Regions from separate parts of the Mus musculus genome. Here region 2 is linked to region 1. Evidence: chromatin contacts called from public ChIA-PET data. All regions are on one chromosome and are shown on one strand. Each heading gives the region's core, a stretch centred on a gene start, on an enhancer-like site or on the middle of the called end of the contact. The rest is flanking DNA. Distances are from core to core; before and after follow the strand shown. Region 1 holds the start of Tm9sf4 (transmembrane 9 superfamily protein member 4). Region 2 holds the start of Mapre1 (microtubule-associated protein, RP/EB family, member 1).

Region 1 (7,020 bases), core at 1,648-4,147:
ACATTCTCTATTTATTGAATTGAGTTAAATTGGTTTCCATGGGGCTGGAGAGATGGCTCAGTGGTTAAGAGCACTGACTGCTCTTCCAAAAGTCCTGAGTTCAATTCCCAGCAACCACATGGTGGCTCACAATCATCTGCAACGTGATCTGACGCCCTCTTCTGGTGTGTCTGAAGACAACTACAGTGTACCCATACACATAAACAAAAAATCTTTTTAAAAAACTGGTTTCTGCCGGGCGTGGTGGTGCACGCCTTTAATCCCAGCACTCAAGAGGCAGAGGCAGGTGGATTTCTGAGTTCGAGGCCAGCCTGGTCTACAAAGTGAGTTCCAGGACAGCCAGGGCTATAAAGAGAAACCCTGTCTCGAAAAACAAAAAAACAAAACAAAACAAAAAAAATTGGTTTCTATGGTCTATCTGCACATTAAGAACAAGCTGGCTCCCCTGATATGTTGTCCCAGTAGGGTAGGAGGAAGTGAAGCCAACCTAATAGAAAAATCTATTTCAAAATCCAGTACACAGATTGCTAACCGTGAGCTACACCATGCACCAATCACAAGCACACTTACTTCTAGCAAGTGCGGTTCTTATTTGTCTCTGGTTTCGTCCCTGATTGCTGTTTGCTACGCTACCCTTCCCCATGGTTCCGGTGTTAAAAGTCTTCTATAGATTCCTTAAACATGTCATTCAGCCATCACACTTGCCATTTTCTTTGCCTGGGACATTCTTTGCAAAGCTGGTTTGTTTGTTTGTGTTTTGTCTGTCAGTCCGTCCCAGCTATGATGCCCAGTTACTGCCAATCACCATCCCGTCACCTTGCTACCCTCACAGCATTTAGCAGCACCAGGCAGGTTTCCTGGAATGAGAGTGGGCCCACGAGGGTGGGACCATGACCCTCTGACAGTCATATACCTAGTTCCTGGCAGTCACTGGACATTCAAATATTTGCTGAATGAAGAAACGTACACCAGAAATACATATTGCTAACTTATAAACTCTTAAAAGCTCTGTACAGGGCAGGAATTTCCCTGTGCAGTGCTATAAATGCCACCTTACTAAACTCTCTATGAACAAGAAAGGGTGTGACTTCCTGGCTTCACATTCGCCTTATTCTGAATGTGATAAAGGAGAAAAAGGATTTCAACATCCCACTTTAGGGATTTACCCCTCTTCATGATTCATACTGAAGTCTGTGGCCACAGAAACCAGGGAAAGCTTTGAATCTGCTTTTCCCCTAAACAGAGCCAAATATCGAACTTAGGCTCCTGGGTACGCTCAAGCAAGTGCTCCACAAAAGGGGTTACAATCCGCAAAACCTTGAACATTTTTACCTGATTTCTGGGGTTATAAACAAGGAACCTAATTTAAAAAAAAAAAAAAAAAAGTCAGCCGTCTGCTAACAGGACAGACTCCTTTCATGAATTAACCTGGCCCTGTTTAGAGAAAACCAACATCAAATAACTTAAGCAAGAATTTTCCTTCAGTAGAGTCAAATGTCACAAGCTTTTTCTCTGAGTCTTTCTTGTCATTCACTACCACGATGGAATTAATTTTATCTTCTGAGGCAGCAATGTACAAGACCACCCAGGAAAATTCACTTTCGACTTTTGTTCTCATTTCTTGGCAAACAGAATTTGAGGTGAACTTCTCTTAGAAAATCTGACCTTCAAAAACTTAATTCTGTGGTTGATAAACAGAAGTCAGCTAGTGACTCATCCTTCAGGCACAGGTATATTACCTCCACTCTCATCCACAAAGAGACTTAATTCTAGTCAGCTTCATGATAGTGACCCTTTATCTGTAAGGAGCTGTGTGGAGTGGGAGGGGGATACAGACAGGCAGGGCCAGAGGTGTTTTTAAACGGTAACCCAGGGACCACCTCCATTATAAACACAGGACTGTTTGTGAGACTATAGATTCCTGAGCATGGCCTAAGGTATTGCAATCTTTGGGAGTGATGCTCAGGAAACTATTTAAACATGCCTCCCCACCAACAACCCAAGATCCCCGTGCACAGTGGGGTTTAAGAACCAATCGGATAAAAGCACTTTAGGAGAGACAGATTTTGACAGAAAAGGCAGGAGAAGGGCAGGGCCTGGGGATGGGATGATGGGCATGGGATGCCCTGGTACAGCAGCAATCAAGCGGGATGCGCTATGGGAACCGCTGAGGGTGCAGGTAAGGACAAGGCTCGGGCTGGTGCGAGCAAGGTGGCACCCGCAGACTGGTTAGGCTGATGGGTATGTGGAGAGCTGGGTATGAACGTGAGGAGGAGGAGCGAAGGCAGAAATAACGGGGGCCTCTCGGGAGGAGACAAAGCCTGGAGGGGAAGAAATGGGAAATAGGGGTGACAAGGGGCGGGAACGAAAGCTGAAATGAGAACCGTGAAGGCATGAGCCGAAGTCTTCCTTCCAAGCGGCACCTCCCCTAAAACTCCAGGCCCTGACAAGCCTAGATGCCATGCCAAGGCTAGAGAAAGGGACTTTGTAGAGGCCGACCCAGTCAAGGGTAACCCGAGCAGGGGTTCTGGAGGAGGCTGGGAACCAGGCATGGGGCGCTGGAAGGTCCTGGGCTATCCAGGGGGGCCCTGCTCCAGCTCCGGTTCCCGGAGTCTCCTTCACTCACCATCGCCGCCGCCATCTTGGATCCACGTGTCGGCGTGATGACGTCAGCGGAAGTGGTGCTTCTGTGGTTACGGAGTGTAGCTCCACTAAGGGGACTCCTGGCTTCAGATTCTTCTGTAGTCGCAGTAGTGAGGAGGTAAAAGAAGCTTAATTTCTCCTTGGCAGATTGGCCTTGGCAGTGAGGTCTCTGACTAGGTGAAGAGAACGTACGGTGTAACTATTGGAGCCATATTGACTTCTGGCAGACCCGCTCCTCCGCCTACTCCTTTTGCATTGTGGGTAATGGGGGTGTGTGGAAATAGGCGCGCTCCCTGGATGCTTTCTTTAGTATTGGCAGAAAGAGTCGTTGCCAGGGTTACCCGGGACCTTAATTGTGAAACGGAAAGCATGGTAAACCCTCTCTGACAGCTTCTGATTTAGAGTAATTTGTAATTATATGTTTAAATATTTATTTGACTATAATATAGTCTTACTAATCGGCCGTAATAACTATGAAGGTAGGACTCTGTCTTTCCCTTACACTGCGTTTTTGTCGTCAGTGAAATGGGGCAGAGATTTCTAGATTTTTTTTTTTTTTTTTTTTTTTTGGTTTTCCGAGACAGGCTGGCCTCGAACTCAGAAATCCGCCTGCCTCTGCCTCCCGAGTGCTGGGATTAAAGGCGTGCGCCACCACGCCCAGCTCTAGATTATTTTTATAATTGGCTTATGTTAAGTATCCACTGACACAATCATATAAAGTATTCAATAAATAATTGTCATTATATAACGTATGTACATTCCTTCACACATATGGTAGGTGTCCCAAACAATATGCTTTGTTAAATGAGTGAATGAAAAGCAGAACACTTAGTGAAAGGAGACATTTTTCAATGTGGACTTCTCCATTCTAACTGGCTTAATGTATGACTTGAAGCAAGTCACTTAACCATCTTAAACTTAACTTTCCAGTATTGACTTAAAAGGGTCTGGGGAGGACTCAAAGGATCATAATGGAGAAAGACTGTTTGGTTCATATATACCACTGTAAAGTGTACAAAGAGCCAGTGCGGTCTTCTTAGATGGATCCAAAAAGCTGTTAAGAGAGTAGTAATGAGTTCTGAGGATATAGTTAATTTAGCAGATAGCCTGCCTAATCTTTAGCACTGGGACTTGTAATCCCCAAACTCAGAAGGTCCAGCAAGAAGAGTTCATGGTTATCCTGGGACATGTGAGACCTTGCCTCAGTCATCATCGTTACTATCATCTTTATCATTATCCGTGTTCAGTGGCTCACACTGGTAATTTTTGCGCTCAGGATGCTGAGGAAGGAAGGCATGGTGAGTTCAAGACCATCCTGAGCCATAAAGAGAGCCACGGGCTAAACAGAAAACTCAGCATTGCTTAAGTACTGTGCCAAAACTGGTCTTAAGATTTTTAGTTATCTCTTCTGCACCTTGGCAAGGAACAGCTGAGCTCTGACCACCACTGTGGTCAGTACTGATTACTACCGTGGTGGATTTTTTTCTGCATAAATGTCTACTAACAAGCCTCTCCTTCTTGCATGTTATGAGCATACTGGTTCTCCTGTCAAAAGGTGAATTTTTTTCTCTTGTTGAATGCTGGGGTTAAGTTACTTGCTTTGACCAAATAGAGTGAATTATAAGTGTCTTCCACTTCTGTGTCTAGGCTGTAAGAGGCTTGAAGCTTCTCCTTCCTCCCAAGGATATAAATATGGCTGGGTGTCCTGCTGCATAGACAGGTCTATGTCATTCCTCACAGAGTTCTAGAAACCCCACCTGACAGTTACACATATAAAGGAAATAAGTTTGTGCAGTTCAAACCTAGCAAGCTACTAACTAAATATAGAACATGTGAATATCCTTATTGATATTTGGAACAAAAGAACTACTTGGTTGAGCCTAGTTGATTTAGTATTGGGTTGGATTGTTATGAGTGCTGAAAAACAAACCCATAAATGCCTGGGACCAACACACCATCCCAAAGAGCAGATATATTCCCAAGAGGCACAGAGCTAGAGAAGCAGGATGGATTTACTAGATAGTCTTGTAGTAATTCTGAATTGCAGACTTGTGGCCAGTTCTACTGCAACTTAAGTCCTGGAAGTTTCTTACCACTATGTCTGGTTAAAGAGTAATACTGATGGGGCTGGAGACATGACTCAGCAGTTAAGACCATTGGAAGATCCTCTTCTAGAATATCAGAGTTTGAGTCCCAGCATCAACATGGCTGCGCACAACAGTCTGTAACTCCAATTTCCAGGGGGTTTGATGCCCTCTTATGGCCTCTGTAGGGACCAGGTATGTGAATGATGCGTAGCCATATATACAGCAAAATACCCCTACACATAATATAAAAGAAGATATTTATATTGATAAGGAAATATATATATTTGAGACAGGGTTTTGCTGTGTAACCCTGGCTGTCTTGGAATTCACTCTGTAGACCAGGCTAGCCTCAAATTCAGAGATCCACCTGCCTTTGCCTCCTAAGTGCTGGGATTAAAGATGTGTGCCACCACTGCCCAGCTCCAAGATGGTCATTTTTAAAAAAATTTATTATGTACAGTATTCTGCCTGCATGTCAGAAGAGGGTGCTGAGATCATGTTACAGATGGTTGTGAGCCACCATGTGGTTGCTGGGAATTGAACTCAGGACCTTGGAAGAGCAGTCAGTGTGTTCAACCTCTGAGCCATCTCTCCATCCCAAAGATTGTCATTTTTAAATGTTGTTACATATATTTATTTACTTAGTGTGTGTGTAGGGGGGTGTTGAGTGTGTACATATGATCATATGCCTTGTTGCACATACAGACTTTGTAGGAGTTGATCCTCTTCTTCTACAGTGTGGGCCCCAGGGTTTGAACTCAAATCTTGAGGCTTGGCTGTATGCATCTTTACTCACTGAGCCATCTTGTCAGCTCAGTATCATAGATTACCCTTCACAGCAGGTAGCATCTATTGCTGTTACACTATAACCAGCACAAAAATATATGATTGTTTTAAAACTTTCCTCCTGTTGCATACAGTTGCTCAAGCCCCTGATGAGCCATGACAGGCCTTCATTATTTCAGTTTCATCTTTTATTGCGTTCTATGCTAAAGTCGTTCCTCCATTTCACAATCTCCATTTCAGCTTCCCTAGTTCTGGGATCACAGGCATGCACTGCCACACCCAGCATTCTCCTATATATTTCTCATGAATGTGAACAAGTTCTAAGTCTATGTTGATATTAGAACACTATCTGGAAAGGGTATGACATCAAGCAAGTTATCATTGTGAGTATCTGAAGCTTATTCAGTGAGGAAACTATAGACCCATCCCTTAGACCAGTGGCTCTCAACCTTCCTGATGCCACATCCCTTTAATACAGTTCCTGGTGTTATGGTGACCCCCAATCATAAAGTTACTTTTGTTGCTACTTTACAACTGTAATTTTGCTACTGTTATGAATCCTAATGTAAATATCTGTGTTTTCTGATGGTTGCAGGCAGCCCCTGTGAAAGGGTCATTTGACCCCACAAAGGAGTCATGACCCTTGTTACATATATTTATTTACTTAGTGTGTGTGTAGGCGGGTGTTGAATGTGTACAGCAATAGATGCTACCTGCTGTTTTCTAGGGAGCTGCACGCACTAAAGGGGGCTACCCGCTCCCAAAGGGGTGATTGTGTGGTAAGTTCACCATTCTGGGAACAATAACAGCTGAGGCTTTTGCAGTTTAAAATATACATGCAACACACACACCCCAGGCACAGTAATGCACATCATGGCAGAAGAAAGCCCAGCCCACTCTAAGAGAAAGGAGCCCTGGCTTTGGAGGTAAAAGGCAGGAGAGAGACAGATCAGGCTGTTAGGGTGGGCAGTTCTCTAAAGTCTACTCAGAGATTTAGGCTTTAGCCAGCTTTACCATTCTTCTGGCTCATTCATCTTCCTCCAGGTCTAGTATGGTAGCTAAAGAAAACGATTATAGGCAGAAGGAGAGATATAAAAAATAAGGGACAAAGAGCCCATACCAGTTGACTTATAAAAAGGTTCCTTAGGGTTTAGCATGTTCCCTGCAGTTCCCACTCACAGCTCACACCACCTGTAACTGCAGTTCCAGGGGACCTGCTACCCTCTACTGGCCTCTATGGGTACTGTACACATGCCACACAAGCACACACATAAACACACACACACACACACACACACAAATCTCTTTTTTTGAGGCAGGATTTCTCTGTATAGCCCTGGCTGTCCTGGAACTCACTTTGTAGACCAGGCTGGCCTCGAACTCAGAAATCCGCCTGCCTCTGCCTCTGCCTCTGCCTCTGCCTCTGCCTCTGCCTCTGCCTCTGCCTCTGCCTCTGCCTCTGCCTCTGCCTCTGCCTCTGCCTCTGCCTCTGCCTCTGCCTCTG
Region 2 (7,020 bases), core at 3,195-5,694, 580 kb before region 1:
CAACAGCATAGAAACCTAGAGCTGAGGGCACGGCTAACCAGGAGTGCTATGCTTGCCTATGCACCAAGCCTTGGGCCAATCCCTAGCAATGCTACCTACTTTCACAGGTTTCAACAGCCTAGTACTGTACATAGGTGAGGTCACGCGACAGCCTCTCAGAGTCCTTGGCACCCACTGTTCTTTGCTGCACACCCTAGAAACTAGAGGGTACCTGAGCACCAACCAAGCATGAGGTCTTTTGAAGACACTGTTACTGAACTGACAATCCTCTTTAAGGCTCCTTTACTCTGTTCATTTCAAGGATGAAGAAAAGGAGGCCCTGAATATTTACTGCCAAGCCTGCTCAGCCTTATTTTCCTGTTTCTCAGAAAATGCTGCCCCTTACCTTTCTGTCAAACTTCTGAAATAATCTCTTTTTATTTGGGGATGCAGATCTTGCCATGTTCCCTCAAACTCCTAGGCTCATGCTATTCTCTTGCCTCAGGTTTGGAAGTAGTTGGGACTACATGCACCAATCACTATAGTCAACTACAAGTCTCAATTAAAACACTAGGAAGGAAATGTGGGTGTCATACTCTGACTCCCTGGTCAGTCATTCCCTCATTCTCTGTATATTTTATTGTGTTTTTGCGTGCATGTGTGTGGAGGTCAAAAGAAAACTTTCAGGAGTTGATTCTCTCCTATCATGTAGCTCCCAGGGATCAAATTCAGTTGTTAAGGTTAGCTGGCAAGCACCTTTACCTGCTGAGCCATCTCACCAGCCCAAACAATAGATTTTATAGGGACTGGGAGATTTAGAATTGTTCTTATTCCCTGAGACATCAAACTTGTCAATGGAGTAAGGGATAAAATTCACAGCAATTTAGAACAACCACGAGACCCCAGCCCTTAGCTCTCTTGGGAAGCTTCACTCCCTCCTAGTTACCTAGTAATTAGTAAGCGAGGGTCTCTTCCCGCACTCTTATCCTGCATGGAGTTGCTTCGAGCCTTGAGTCACACAACTCCAGTCTGGGTTCCCTAAGCCAGTGCTCGTCTTAGAGCAGGGGTAACTAGGTCTACAGACATGGGGCAGTTTATGCCCAATATCCCTGTCCTCGTCCTCCTTCCCACAACCTCACACTTCACACAGGGCCTTGAACAGAATGAGTGTTAGGTAAATGTTGCTTGTCTCAGAATATGGGGGAAGAAAAGGTGCTGTCTTAGTCAGGGTTTCTATTCCTGCACAAACATCAGGACCAAGAAGCACTTGGGGAAGAAAGGGTTTTATTCAGCTTACACATCCACATTGCTGTTCATCACCAAAGGAAGTCAGGACTGGAACTCAAGCAGGTCAGGAAGCAGGAACTGATGCAGAGGCTAATGGAGGCACTTCCCCAACTGAAGCTCCTTTCTCTGTGGTAACTCCAGTGTGTGTCAAGTTGACACAGAAAACCAGCCAGTATACAGGTGTCTACATAAACTTTTCAGAAAGCTAACTTTCAACACTCTATACACTCCCCAAAAATCAGCTGACAGAACTACCACACAAAACAGCACAACTTAGTTTCTCAGTGCATAGGTAGATTATTCATGTCTCCATAGCACTTCATTCAAACCTCTGGGATTATAATTATCACACTAAAACTGACACTATTCCTCCATTTCTGAGCCTCCCAGAATTAGGAGACCAGATTTAGGCCAGGACAAAACTGGAGGACCTGGACTTGAACATGAATCCATTCCATTAGCTGTGATTTTAGGCAAGTTACTGAACTCAGTGTGGCTCAGCTCTAAACACAACCATCTGAAAAGGATCTCACAGAGAGCTGTATGAAGTAAGGAAGGAAACAGAGCTGGCATCATATCAAACCTAAGCATAGTTACAAACGAGGTCAGGGCAGAGACTGCCTCTCTTTTATGCTATCTTCAGTGCTAAAAACTGTGCCTGATATCTGCTGCCAACACCTCTCAAGATCCCCTACAAGCCCTCACTCAAATTAGTCTATCTCAATCTGTTCCTACACAGCAGCCAGAAAGAATTTTCTGAATCACAAATCACATGAGGTATCTCTCTCCTGTTTAAAAAACCCTGGATGAACACATAAAATGCATACTCTGTGCAGAATGCTATTAAGTACCAATAAGAGCCATCCAGACTGAGTGATGTGATTTCAGACTGAGCACTTACCATCTAGCTTGGGTCTATATGTACACATTGGGTATTGTGTGTCTCATGCTATCATAAAATAAAAGCAGCTGGTAAAGCCACATGTGTCTCCTGACCACACCCCAGCTCAGAAAAGGTTAATGGCCCTTCACCACCATGTAATTTCAAACTCTTTCATTAGCAGTACATTAATACCAGGTCCCATGTGCTCCACGAGCTCTGTGGCCACTAAATACATGGGATTAGGCACCCTGTGGATGTGCAATAAACATCCACTCACTCAACCAATTAATTGACTCTTCCAGGCAGTCAAAACAGAGCCTACCTCTCCAGCAAAGCTCTTTCTCACTTTCTGGTAAGAATGTTTGAGCCAGAAGTGAAGGCCCATGCCCATAAACCTAGATAGCACTCAAAAAGCTGAGGCAGAGACACCACTCCAAATTCAGGACAAGTGTGGGACACAGAGCATTCTAGGCCAACCTAGGGTACAAGATAAGGTCCTGTCTCAGAACAACTAACAAAAATGTCCACTGCTTAGCCTCAGTGCAATACCCTTGAGTTCAACACATACCCCACCTTTTCAGGGCTCTCTGAGCTAAGCAAGGTACAACCACAAGAAAAATCCCCTTTCCGTCTACTCAAGTATTTCTCTCCCTTCAGTGACTCTCCCAGGAGTCTCCCTAACTAGTTCTAGTCAGCCTTTTCACACACTATCTCATGACCTAGCTCAATAGCTAGATGACCTTCAATTTTTGATCCTCCTGCATCTACCTCCCAAGTGTAAGGACTACAGGCATGTTCACCACACTTGGCTCCCTACCCACTTCAATTCAGTGTAGGATAAAGTACACCCTATTCCTCTCCAAGTACCATCCAGAGTCCTATGGAAAGGCAAGAGGGAGGTGGCACTAAAAAGAGCTATGTGACCCTGTATGAAACATGTCTCCTTTCCTCAGAAATGGCTTACCTGTAAAATGAATAAGACCCTACCTTCCTCACAGAGCTGTGGTAAGTATCAGAAAAGCACACCGCCTCCCAAGCTTCTATGTCCTGGCACTTTGACACCACAAAAGTATGAAACAGTTTCTAGATGGAGAAGGAGGAGTAGCACACAGGATATGACTCTGGAGTTGAGTTACTTGCTGGACAACGTAAGGCAAGTCCTTTCCCTACCCAAAGTCTCAGACTCGCCTCTGTAAAAGAATGATGAGCAGCTCAGCACAGTGGGGGAACTGCAGTCACCTCTCAGCCCCACAGAGAAAATAAAATGAGCAAAACACAACAGAGGGGAAAGAAAGAGAATAAAGATAGCATCTTTTCAAGGCAATGTGACTATTAAATGACACAATGCTACATCAAGCTCTTAACACAATGCCTTATACACAAGTGCCCATTAAAGAGCTATCTTGATTAATGCTAGTCAAGACATCCCATCACCGGCAGACATCAGGCCTAGCTGAACTTCCCTCAATGGGCCACCGGATCCTCATCGCCAAGATGCAGAGGTCAGGCTATACCCTGCAGTACTGGTATCGCCCTTTTACAGTAATTACAGAAATTATCTTGGCCATGTATTCATTTTCTTGCTTCCTGGCTCTCTACCCACAAAGCAGACTCCTAGAAAGCATGTCTTTGCCTGTCTACTCCCTGATGAGACCGGGGCCTAGCATTTACTAGGCACTCAACCACCACCCGCGGACCGCCTGACTTCTGCCAGGCACCGAGCTGAAACCTTTCTGTGCTTAATTCTACTGTCTCCATTTTACGGAGGAGGAAACTGAGGCACGGGGAGGCTGAAGCGCCTGCCTAAGGTCGCACTCTGCGGCCAACTCCGCGGACCAACTCCCACCCATTATGCAACGACGCCTCCTACACCCAGGGTCCCCACCGCGCCCCTCGCGCGCGCGCGCGCGCGCCCGTGGGCACACACCCTCCAGGCCCAGCCGCAAAGTCAGGACTTCGCCGGTCACCACTAGGCAGCCCCCACTTCCGGCCCACGCCCCGCCCCCGGGACAACGGAGCGCGCGCCCCCGGCCCAGGCCGCGCACCGGATCGCGGCCCCGCCCTTCCCCCCCACTGCCCGCGCGGCTCCGCACTGCTCACGAGGAGCCGCCTCCCGTGAATTCCCGACTGCTGCCGCCGCCCGGGCCCGCCAGCCGCCTCACCGGCTTTCTCAGGACCCGCGTCCGCCGTCCGCGCGCCCGGCTCCGGTTCCGTCTTCGTCTCGTTCAAACCGTCGGACCCCGCCCGCCCGCGCGCGATGACCTCACACGCACCCCGCCGTGACGCGCCGACGCAGGGGCTCGTCATCTCCCGCCCGGCCTTTTATAGAGACGGACTGGCCTGCGAGCCGGAGGCGGGGCCGAATGCTTGATCGACAGCTGGCATGCCCGGGGGCGGGGAGCAAGCCTGTTGGGCACGTGGTCAGTTGCGACCAATGACGTGTGAGTCCTCTGAGGAGGCGGAGTCCAGTTGCACATTCTGGTTTGCTGTAGCCCAGAAGAAAATTCGTTTGACCAAGATGGATTAATGAATAGGCTCGGGAGGAAGGTTAGCTCGCCTAGCATACATGAATCCCTGGTTTCAGTCCCCAACACCACAGATGGCAGCTGTGGTGGAACACACCTATCTTGCCAGCAAATCGTTTTGTCATCATCCCAGACCCTCTCTCTGGGAGTTCAGCCTGAGGTACACGAGACCCTGTCTCAGAAAGAAAAAACTGGGAGTGCTAGGCCACTCGTGTACACTTGGACAGGAAAGAGAATCACTGTAAATTCAAGGCCAGCCTGGTCTACAGTAGCAAGCTAGCCAGAGCTACACAGCGAGATCTGGTCTCAACAAAGAAAAAATGGCCATCGAAATGCTTTAGCAGGTGCATGCCCCCAAACCTGACAACATGAGTTCAAACCCCAGGACCCACTGATAGAAGGTGAGACGCGAGTCCTGCAAGTTGTCCTCTGACTAACACACATGGGCAGTGCCACTCGCATGCCTACACACACGCAAATATGCCCACAAATAACTGTGGTGGTATGAACGTTTAATCCCAGGACTCAGTAGGTAGAGACAAGAGAATCTCTGAGATCAAGGCCAGCCAGAGAGCTACACAGTTATTGTTTGCCTTTAAATTTAAAAAAAAAAAAAAAGATTTGGCGCCTGTTTTAGTTAGTGTTACAATTCCTGTAATGAAACATGACCAAAGCAACTTGGAGAGGAGAGTGCTTATTTAGCTTACTCTTCCATATTATCTCTGTTCATCACTGAAGGAAAACAGGGCAGGAACCTAGAGCCAGGAGTGGATGCAGAAGCCATGGAGGGATGTCGGTTACTAGCTTACTCCTCATGGCTTGCTCAGCCTGCTTTCTTATACAACCTGTCTTAGTCAGGGTTTCTATTCCTGCACAAACATCATGACCAAGAAGCACTTGGGGAGGAAAGGATTTATTCAGCTTACTCTCCCACATTGCTGTTCATCACCAAAGGAAGTCAAGACTGGAACTCAAACAGGTCAGGAAGCAGGAGCTGATGCAGAGGACATGGAAGGATGTTCTTTACTGGCTTAGTTCCCCTGGCTTGCTCAGCCTGCTCTCTTATAGAACCCAAGAATACCAGCCCAGAGATGGTCCCACCCACAAGGGGCCCTCCCCACTTGATCACTAATTGAGAAAATGACTTGCGGCTGGATCTCCTGGAGGCCTTTCCCCAACTGATGCTCCTTTCTCTATGATAACTCCAGCTGTGTCAAGTTGACACAAAACTAGCCAGTACACAACCCTAGACCACACCAGCACAGAGGTGTCCTAACCCACAGTGGGCTGATGAGATTCCCCCATCAATGACTAAGAAAACACTTTACCAGCTTGCCTAAGGGCTCATCTTAGGGAGGCATTTTCTTAATTGAGATTCCCTCCTCTCAAATGACATTAGCGTGTGTCAAGGTGTTATAAAACTGCCCAGCACAGCACCTTAATGAAAAACTAAGTCACCATGTAAGAGCACCTGCAATGTCATCTGGTTTATTCTTAGCACTGCAAATGTTTCCTTACTTTTTAATGCCTTTATCTTCTGCTTTTGCATGGAGGCAATTTCCTGTTCTAGCTCCAGACTGTGTCTCAGTGCTTGTATATAGGAAGAAAAGATGAACTGCAGCACTTCACAGCAGAGGAAACAGGCTCAGAGAAGCCAGCTGACTTGCCCAGAATCACAGGTCACAGAATGCTTTCTCTGCCACAATACCACTTATTTATATATTCATAATTCTTTTTGAGATAGGGTCTAATATAGCCCAGATCAGTCTCCTGCATCCTATGTGGCTGAGGATAACCTTGAACTCCTACCCTCCTGTTACTACTTTTCAAATGCTGGGATTACAGGCCTGTACCACCAAGCCTGGCTGCCAGCATTTATTGTCTCTAAGCAAAGAGACAGACCCTAGGCATTTGATGGTGAGCTAAAACTAGACATAGCCTATGACCTCCTAACATTTCTACTCTGGCAAAGGAGGCAAACTAGACACATCAGTGACTCGAAACTTGGTTTACTAACAGATCGATTGAGGGCTAGGCCAAGCCAGTGTATGTATAGCAAGGTGCTTACCTCCTGGCCATTCCTGGACCTAGTCCTAATTGCTGAAGCTCAGGAATGGCTAAGAATCTGACAAGGTGGCAGTGGATGACTTATTGCTGATCCTCCTGCCTCTCCCTCCTGAGTTCTGGGATTAAAGCTGTGTATTACCATGCCCATTCTATGTGATGCTGGACAATCAAACCTAGGGCTTTGGGTGTGCTAGGCAAGGCCTCTGCCAGCTGCATTCCCAGCCTGCACACTGCCAGTTTCCATGGTAAGTAGAACTCCAAGCATCTTACAACAGACTT

What was found. ChIA-PET counts read pairs in DNA pulled down with a chosen protein or histone mark.
Region 2: a contact with region 1 is called in an RNA polymerase II ChIA-PET map of memory CD8 T cells, with 14 read pairs. The contact joins the promoter of Mapre1 here to the promoter of Tm9sf4 in region 1. A contact is called at or near these places in 6 of 39 promoter capture datasets (the C10 cell line, erythroid cells, liver and 3 more), 3 of 484 Hi-C or Micro-C datasets (CD4 T cells and natural killer cells), 6 of 115 datasets of contacts at active chromatin or transcription factors (embryonic stem cells, extraembryonic endoderm stem cells, memory CD8 T cells and 1 more) and 1 of 9 other capture datasets (liver).

The regions. Positions count from the first base shown.
Region 1 is chr2:153,157,178-153,164,197 of GRCm38.p6, reverse strand. Tm9sf4 (transmembrane 9 superfamily protein member 4) reads right to left here and starts at 2,897. Exons shown (of 18, transcript NM_133847.3): 1 at 2,627-2,897. The coding sequence starts at 2,641.
Region 2 is chr2:153,738,711-153,745,730 of GRCm38.p6, reverse strand. Mapre1 (microtubule-associated protein, RP/EB family, member 1) reads right to left here and starts at 4,444. Exons shown (of 7, transcript NM_007896.3): 1 at 4,312-4,444.